2 separate regions of the Gossypium hirsutum genome follow, and region 2 is linked to region 1. Evidence: chromatin contacts called from public Hi-C data. All regions are on one chromosome and are shown on one strand. The core of a region is the stretch at or near the end of the contact, and the rest is flanking DNA. Distances in the headings are between cores, read along the strand shown. Region 1 holds the start of LOC107930453 (60S acidic ribosomal protein P1). Region 2 has its middle 12 kb from the start of LOC107930459.

Region 1 (3,117 bases), core at 403-2,902:
CTACGCTTAACATCATAACACAATAAACAGTAACCAAATACAAAGACTTCATTAGATGGACTGTTACAATTTAAATATAAACTATTTAAAAGATAATGTTAACATAATAAAAAGAGTTGAAAAATTATATCATTTTCAACATTTTTTTCATGAAAAAAATTTTACTATTTACTTATCAAACATGTTCAAAATATTTAAATTATATGTGTTTTTCTAATTTACCATCTAATTTTATTTAGTTCACTTTAAATTATTATTTTTATCTTAATTTACCTTAAGAAAATATCAAAATGATCAACGTGCCACATGTCATATTCTTATTAGTTGATTTTGAATTTTAGGATAACCTAAGATAAAATAATTAAAAATAATAATTGAAGTTATTCTCTTAAAAAAATATTTGCATATAAGAAAACCACTCACAATATATTTATTATTTTTTAGTAATAATGAAAAAAATCTTTTGATATGTCAAAAATCAATAAAAAATTTTCTCCAATCTCTCTAAATTTTGATATTAAGCAAATTGGTCTCTTTAAAAAATCGTAGCAATTTAATTTTTTTTAATTTTAAAAGTGAGCAAATAAGGATAATTAGTCACAACATTAATTTTTTCATCAAATTCACAAAAATTTACTATTTATAATAACAAATTTAGCTTTTATAATTTATACATTCTATCAATTTGATCATGATTTAACAATTTTAGCCTTGAATATTTTTGTAAATGTGTAACTGTTTAGACTAAATTTGTTGATTTTTTTAGAATCAAGACCAAATTAACAAAATATATAAACATTGAAGGCTAAATTTGTTATTAAACCAATCAAAATTATTTTCCATTGACAAAACATATTAACACTGTGATTATGTCACAGGGCTAGACCTTTTGTCTTGTAATCTTTGAAGTCTTAGGCGATTTTTTTGCTTCAAATGCACATAAGTCAGCCTAACTCTCACAAAGTGAGAATTCTTTTAGAAATTCTCCAAGGCACTAAATTATAAAGCGGAAGCAACACAAAGACAAAAGAAAGCTCGAAAGAACAGAATAACCACAGAAAAGCAAAGCACGCCAAGTGTTTAAGTAGATACTTTTAATTAGTATTCACTACTAAAGAATAGAATACAACAGATAATTAAAAATGAGGGGAATCCTTTATTTATAGTTGAGCTCTTTCAAATCCAACAGTACAACTAGCTTTATATCAATGAATGAGATCGAAGCATATCTACAATTAAGGGATTTACACAATCCCTAAGATTACAAAATCAAATATTAACAGATTACAAATCTTCCAAGATTACTTTCCCTATTTACCAATGTAGCTCTAATTTTCCATAAGTGCTTCGTTGAGCCACCAAGACTTCAAGTAGATGGCTTCGTCTCTTGTTTTTTGAATCGGACCAGTTCATGTAGGTCAAATGAGCCTTATTAAATATGTAAACCTCCATGAGACACCCTTTGTGCTTTGGTCATGGGCTTTGAACCGCGGCCCGTGATAATTAATTATCCTTGATTGCTCACTTTCAAAATTTTCAGGCACTAAATTGCTCTAATTTTTTTTTGAGTGGGACTAATTTTCTAAATTTAAAAATTGAGAAGGACTAAAATGATCTTTTTACCATAAAAATCTAATTGCAAAAAGAAAAATGGTTTGGAGGCCTCATTTCAGATATAGGCCTCGGAAATCGTTAAAGCCCAATTCACTCTATTTTCTTTCTTTAAAATCCTTTTTTCAATGCCGAATATGAAACCCTAGCAACAGTCTGTTCAGAACTTTGAAGAGCGGCTGCTCAGATTTTGCCTATTTCTCAGATTTTTCTCTCAGGTAACAATCTGCCATTGTATCGATGTTAATATTAATCTTTATATGGATTGTGTTTTAGTCTCTTTTATGTATTTATTTTAATGTTAACAGTTTGAAACGATGTCTACGGCTGGCGAAGCTGCTTGTTCTTACGCTGCTTTAATTCTCTATGATGATGGCATTCCCATCACCGTATCCTTTATGCTTTTTGTAATGAACAAAGAAAGAGGGGGTAAATCTGGTGATTTTGATTATTTGTTATTGAATGAATTAGCCGTAGTTTCGGGGAAGATGGGTTTTTGTTAGTTTTCTTTAACTTTGTTAATAGGCTGAGAAAATTGCAACAATTGTTAAAGCTGCAAATGTCTCGGTTGAATCTTATTGGCCAAGCTTGTTTGCAAAGCTTTTCGAAAAGTGCAACATTGAGGATCTTATAACCAATGTTGGTGCTGGTGGTGCTGGTGCTCCAGTTGCCGCAGCTGCACCTGTTGCTGCTGGTGGTGGTGGTGGTGCCGCTGCTCCACCTCCTGCTGAGGAAAAGAAGAAGGTTTGGACTGAAAACTACAAATGATAAATTGATGAATTTCTTTTGTTGCCATTTGTTCTCTTATACTATTTTTTTGGGTAATTTTGCAGGAAGAACCAGAGGAAGAGAGTGATGACGATATGGGATTCAGTTTGTTTGATTAGAAGTTCCTTTCAGTGCTTGATTTGGTTGATTGCTGTTTTAATGCATTAAATCTGTGACAGTAGTTGTTGAGGTTTCTTGGTATTATTAGTATTTGTCTGCTTTTGAGTAAAAACTTTCTTTTTGAGTTGTATGCTTGAATCTTCTATATATAAAAGTCTTCTAGACCAATTTTTGCCAATTGTTATGTGCGATGAATTGATTTTTGGTTAATTCCATTGTAATGCATGATTTTGTGTTTAGTTTGTTGTTTTGATCAATAGCCGAGTATTGGATATAAGTGTCTAGTATGACTATGCTTACTTCATATATTTGAAGGATTGTACTTTCGTATACATACTCGATTATGTCAACATGAGTGTTAGATAACTTAGGCTATTTATGCTAATGGATTGGTGTCATTACTTTAGAGAATTGATCCAGCCTCTTATGGATACAATTTTTTCCAAGCTTGTTGATAATGTCTTGAAACACATTGCTACTTTATCTTTTGTTGAAACAGATAGGGTCTGAAAAAGTTCACTGTTGAGTTCCTTCTTGATGAAATGGCTATTTACTTAAACATGCATGGTTTTATCATGTTGCACTAGGTCATTACAATGTTGGTTGTTGATTTGTGTT
Region 2 (3,579 bases), core at 840-3,339, 92 kb after region 1:
GTATTAAAGGATTCCCAACACTTTTTTGTCAGAAATTTTTTGGCACATTGTGGGAGTGGATGTTGGTTAGTACTATCTTGGTGTCTTAAATAAGGTTATAGAGGCTAACTGTATTAATAAGACGAATATTGTGTTTATTCCTTAAAAGCCAAGTCGTAAAAACATGATACATTTTCATGTTATTAATCTTTGCTAGTATGAAATTATTTAAAAAGTTATTTTGAATCGGTTCCAAATAGTTTTGGATAAGTGCATTGATGCAGTTGAGAGTGCTTTTGCGTCTGGAAGATAAATATCAGACAATAAGTGACATTTCCTTGAAGAAATGCTTGGTCGGTTGGGTCTTAACTAAGGTGAATTGAGTTGATTATGCCAAATAGAGGGTTTAGACAAGGTGATCCTTTAAGCCCATATTTGTTTCTGATTTGTTGTGAAGGTTTTTCATCCTGGTTGAAGCTTGCCAAGGATGAGAGGTCTGTAAAGGAAACTCGGATTTGTAGAGGACGGTCGGGGTTAACTCATTTATTTTTTTGCAGATGATAACATTACTTTTGGAGAGGCTTCGATTACGGGGTGACAGTGATTAAATCTATCATTCACATGTATGAATTGCATTTGGGTCAGAAAGTGATTTTTGATGTCGAAATTTTCTTTAATTCCAATGTAGCTGAAAGTTGCTGTGACCAGATTGTTCAATTGTTTGGGGTGCTAAGAACTTTGAATATCGAACGATATTTAAGGCTCCCTACGATGGTTGGGATGAATAAGAGGGCTGCATTTCAAGGTCTAAAAAAACTTTGAGGGTGGGTAGATAGTTGGAGTTCGAGGATGCTCTTGCATGGTGAGAAGGAAGTTCTATCAAGTTTATCTTACAGTCGCTACCGACTTATACTATGCCCTGCTTTTTATTATCGAAAATGCTTTGTAACGAATTGGAATCCATTATTAGCTAGTACTAGTGGCAAAAATCTCGACAAAAACGTAGTATACATTCGTGCTCGTGGTCGTGCCTTGTGTGGCCAAAGAGAAAGGGGGCCTTGGATTCATAGATTTGGTGAAATTTAGTATTTCTCTATTAGCAAAGCAGGGTTGGAGGCTCATCACCAACCCCCACTCTTTAGTCGGTAGGTTTTTGAAGGCTAAGTATTTTCCACATTGATTTCCTTCGGCCCGAGTTAGGGAGTCATCCTTATGTCGAAAAACATTTGGAGTTCAATGCAGGATTAAAGTGAAGAGTGGGGGATGGTACCTCTCTTTTGATTTGGGAGGATCGCTGGCTATCCGATACTAGTCCCTGTAAAATTTAATCTCCCAGAATTAGTGGCGTCTCTTATGTCTCTGAATTGTTTCTACCTAATAGTAATGCTGACGAGGTCCGAAAGATTCTCTGTGTGCCCATTGCCCATGCTCCCGTTCTCGATATGCTGGTCTGGTAGCCTGATTACTCTAGCTTCTACTCTGTGAGAAGTGGGTACAAATTGCTTGCTTCAGGCTTGGTCTATCACTCCAACCAGGTTCTCGTTGACAAGCCTAAAGGTTTCCATCAACTTTGTATCATAAGTTTGTTCCTACTTTACACAGTTAAAAGTTAAAAAGAATTAAAAAGGATGCCATATGTCCTAGATGCGCCAATGGCAGGGAGACTACAATATGTCATATTGAAGTGTCTATTTGCTGTGGTGATTTGGACTCTGTTGGGGATTCACTAGCCTGCTACATTAGATAACAAGAAGTTGGGAGTTGTTGAATTACATGTTTGAGTATAATGATGCAGCCACTCGACAATTAATCTCAGTTGTGATGGGTGCTATGTTGTGGTCAAGGAACAAATTAGTACATAAGGGGGTTCGTCAAAGTAGTCAGGAGTTAGTTACCTGGTCTAAAGCTCATGGATAATTATTCGCAACCATGATGACTTAGTTATGGGGTCTTACAATATTAGGCATGATATCGTACCTGACCTATTTGACGCCAAAGCTAGGGCAGCGATTCGTGGTCTAAGATTCGCGACTGACATGCGGTTCTCCTACATCGAACTCGAAGGAGATTCCTGTTCGGTTATCAGGAAACTTTCTGGAAAGCAGCTGGACAGATCAAGCATCAGTGCAATTATCGAGGATGGAAAAGCTCTCCCTACATGGTTTGAGCAGTGTATTTTCAAGCTCATCCCGAGAGAAGGGAATCAATCAGCTCATTTAATTTCTAAAGAGGGTTTTGCTTCCACTAGGGATATGTTCTATGTTGGGATTCTTTTACAAAAATAATCTTAAAAAAGTTAATTAATTGCTTAAATAATTTTTTTTTGATAAAATATGAAAATAATCCAAAATCTACAGTAAAAGTTAGTGGAGTTAAAAGTTTGGCGTCATCAACATGCCACATCAACAATATACGTTAAAAAATTAATTTTTTGATGGAGCTATTTAGAATGGCATCACCTGTATAAATATTAAAAAAAATACTGTGATTTTTAAAAGTATAAGGGGAACTTTAACAATTTTACCTTTTTTTGGTGGAACCAAATAAATTAGCAGCATTAGATTTCAAAAAATTAGCTCTTGACACCCTATTTTCCTATTTAAATAGTTAAGGTCAATTTTTTTTTATTTTTTTCCCTTTTACATCAGATTCTTTGAATTGTCTTATTACTTTTTTCTTTCTTTTTAAGTTTATATTTATTTACTTTTTTAAAGTTTTTTATTTGTCCTTATTTGTTTTATTTATTTTTTATTATTGATTTTAAAAAAATTGAAATGTATATTTAAAATGTTTTATAATATATTTTTTTAAAATTTAAATATATATATTTAAAATTATTTTTTAAAATTTTAAATATATATTTAATAATATAAAACATTTAAATATTTTAAAGATATGACCTTTCAAATTTATTATTAGTTTTATAATATTTTAAATTTTAAATATTTTAAATTTGTTTTATAATATTTTAAATATTCTTAATTTTTTTAAATATATTATTTTTAAAGATATGACCTTTCAAATTTATTATTTGTTTTATAATATTTTAAATGTATATTTTAAATATTTTTAAAATTTTAAATATAATTTTTATAAATTATTAATTTTTAAACTAAATTTAAAAATTTAAAAATTAATATTTTATTTGGTGGAGCCATTTAGAATGGCTCCATCACTTTATAATGTACTTTTTTTAATATTTTTTAATATAAAATTTTAATATTTAATATTTTATTTTGGTGGAGCCATTCTTTATGGCTCCACCTATTTCTCTACCATATATAAAATGGTGAAATTGTTGTGTTCAGTAGGAGAGTTCAAAAAATCTATTAAAGATGAATAATGATGTGTTTTTTGTGTATGTTCTTTTTTATGGTGAAATTGTAAAAGGTAATGTTCGTTGTATATTTCAAGGTTGGCAAAGAGTAGGTTTGCGATTCAAAAAAAATGTGAAGCTAGCAAAAATGAAAAAGAAGATCAGTGCGAAAATAGCTATCGTTGTGGAAGGGCGATATCCAAATTATTTTACAAGTTTCTAATCTCTACAGATCCGTTCAAATTTTGTGAGATGCAGCTGTTAGATGATGATAACTTGTGCAC

What was found. A called contact is a pair of places that touch in the nucleus more often than the background predicts.
Region 2: a Hi-C map of fibers shows a contact between it and region 1, with 2.0 times the contacts expected there. The contact joins the enhancer-like site here to the promoter of LOC107930453 in region 1. A contact is called at or near these places in 6 of 34 Hi-C or Micro-C datasets (fibers, leaf and seedling).

The regions. Positions count from the first base shown.
Region 1 is chrA08:4,428,688-4,431,804 of Gossypium_hirsutum_v2.1, forward strand. It overlaps LOC107930453 (60S acidic ribosomal protein P1), which reads left to right and starts at 1,653. Exons shown (of 4, transcript XM_016862126.2): 1 at 1,653-1,829; 2 at 1,920-2,000; 3 at 2,137-2,355; 4 at 2,445-2,677. The coding sequence starts at 1,929. The coding sequence ends at 2,498.
Region 2 is chrA08:4,520,527-4,524,105 of Gossypium_hirsutum_v2.1, forward strand. No RefSeq gene overlaps it. Among protein-coding and RNA genes, the nearest start is that of LOC107930459, 12 kb to the right of the region's middle. Within about 2 kb of position 2,090, at least 5 of the 9 cell types and tissues checked have an H3K27ac peak or open chromatin away from gene starts, as enhancers often do. A contact at or near this core is called in fibers, where this site is marked.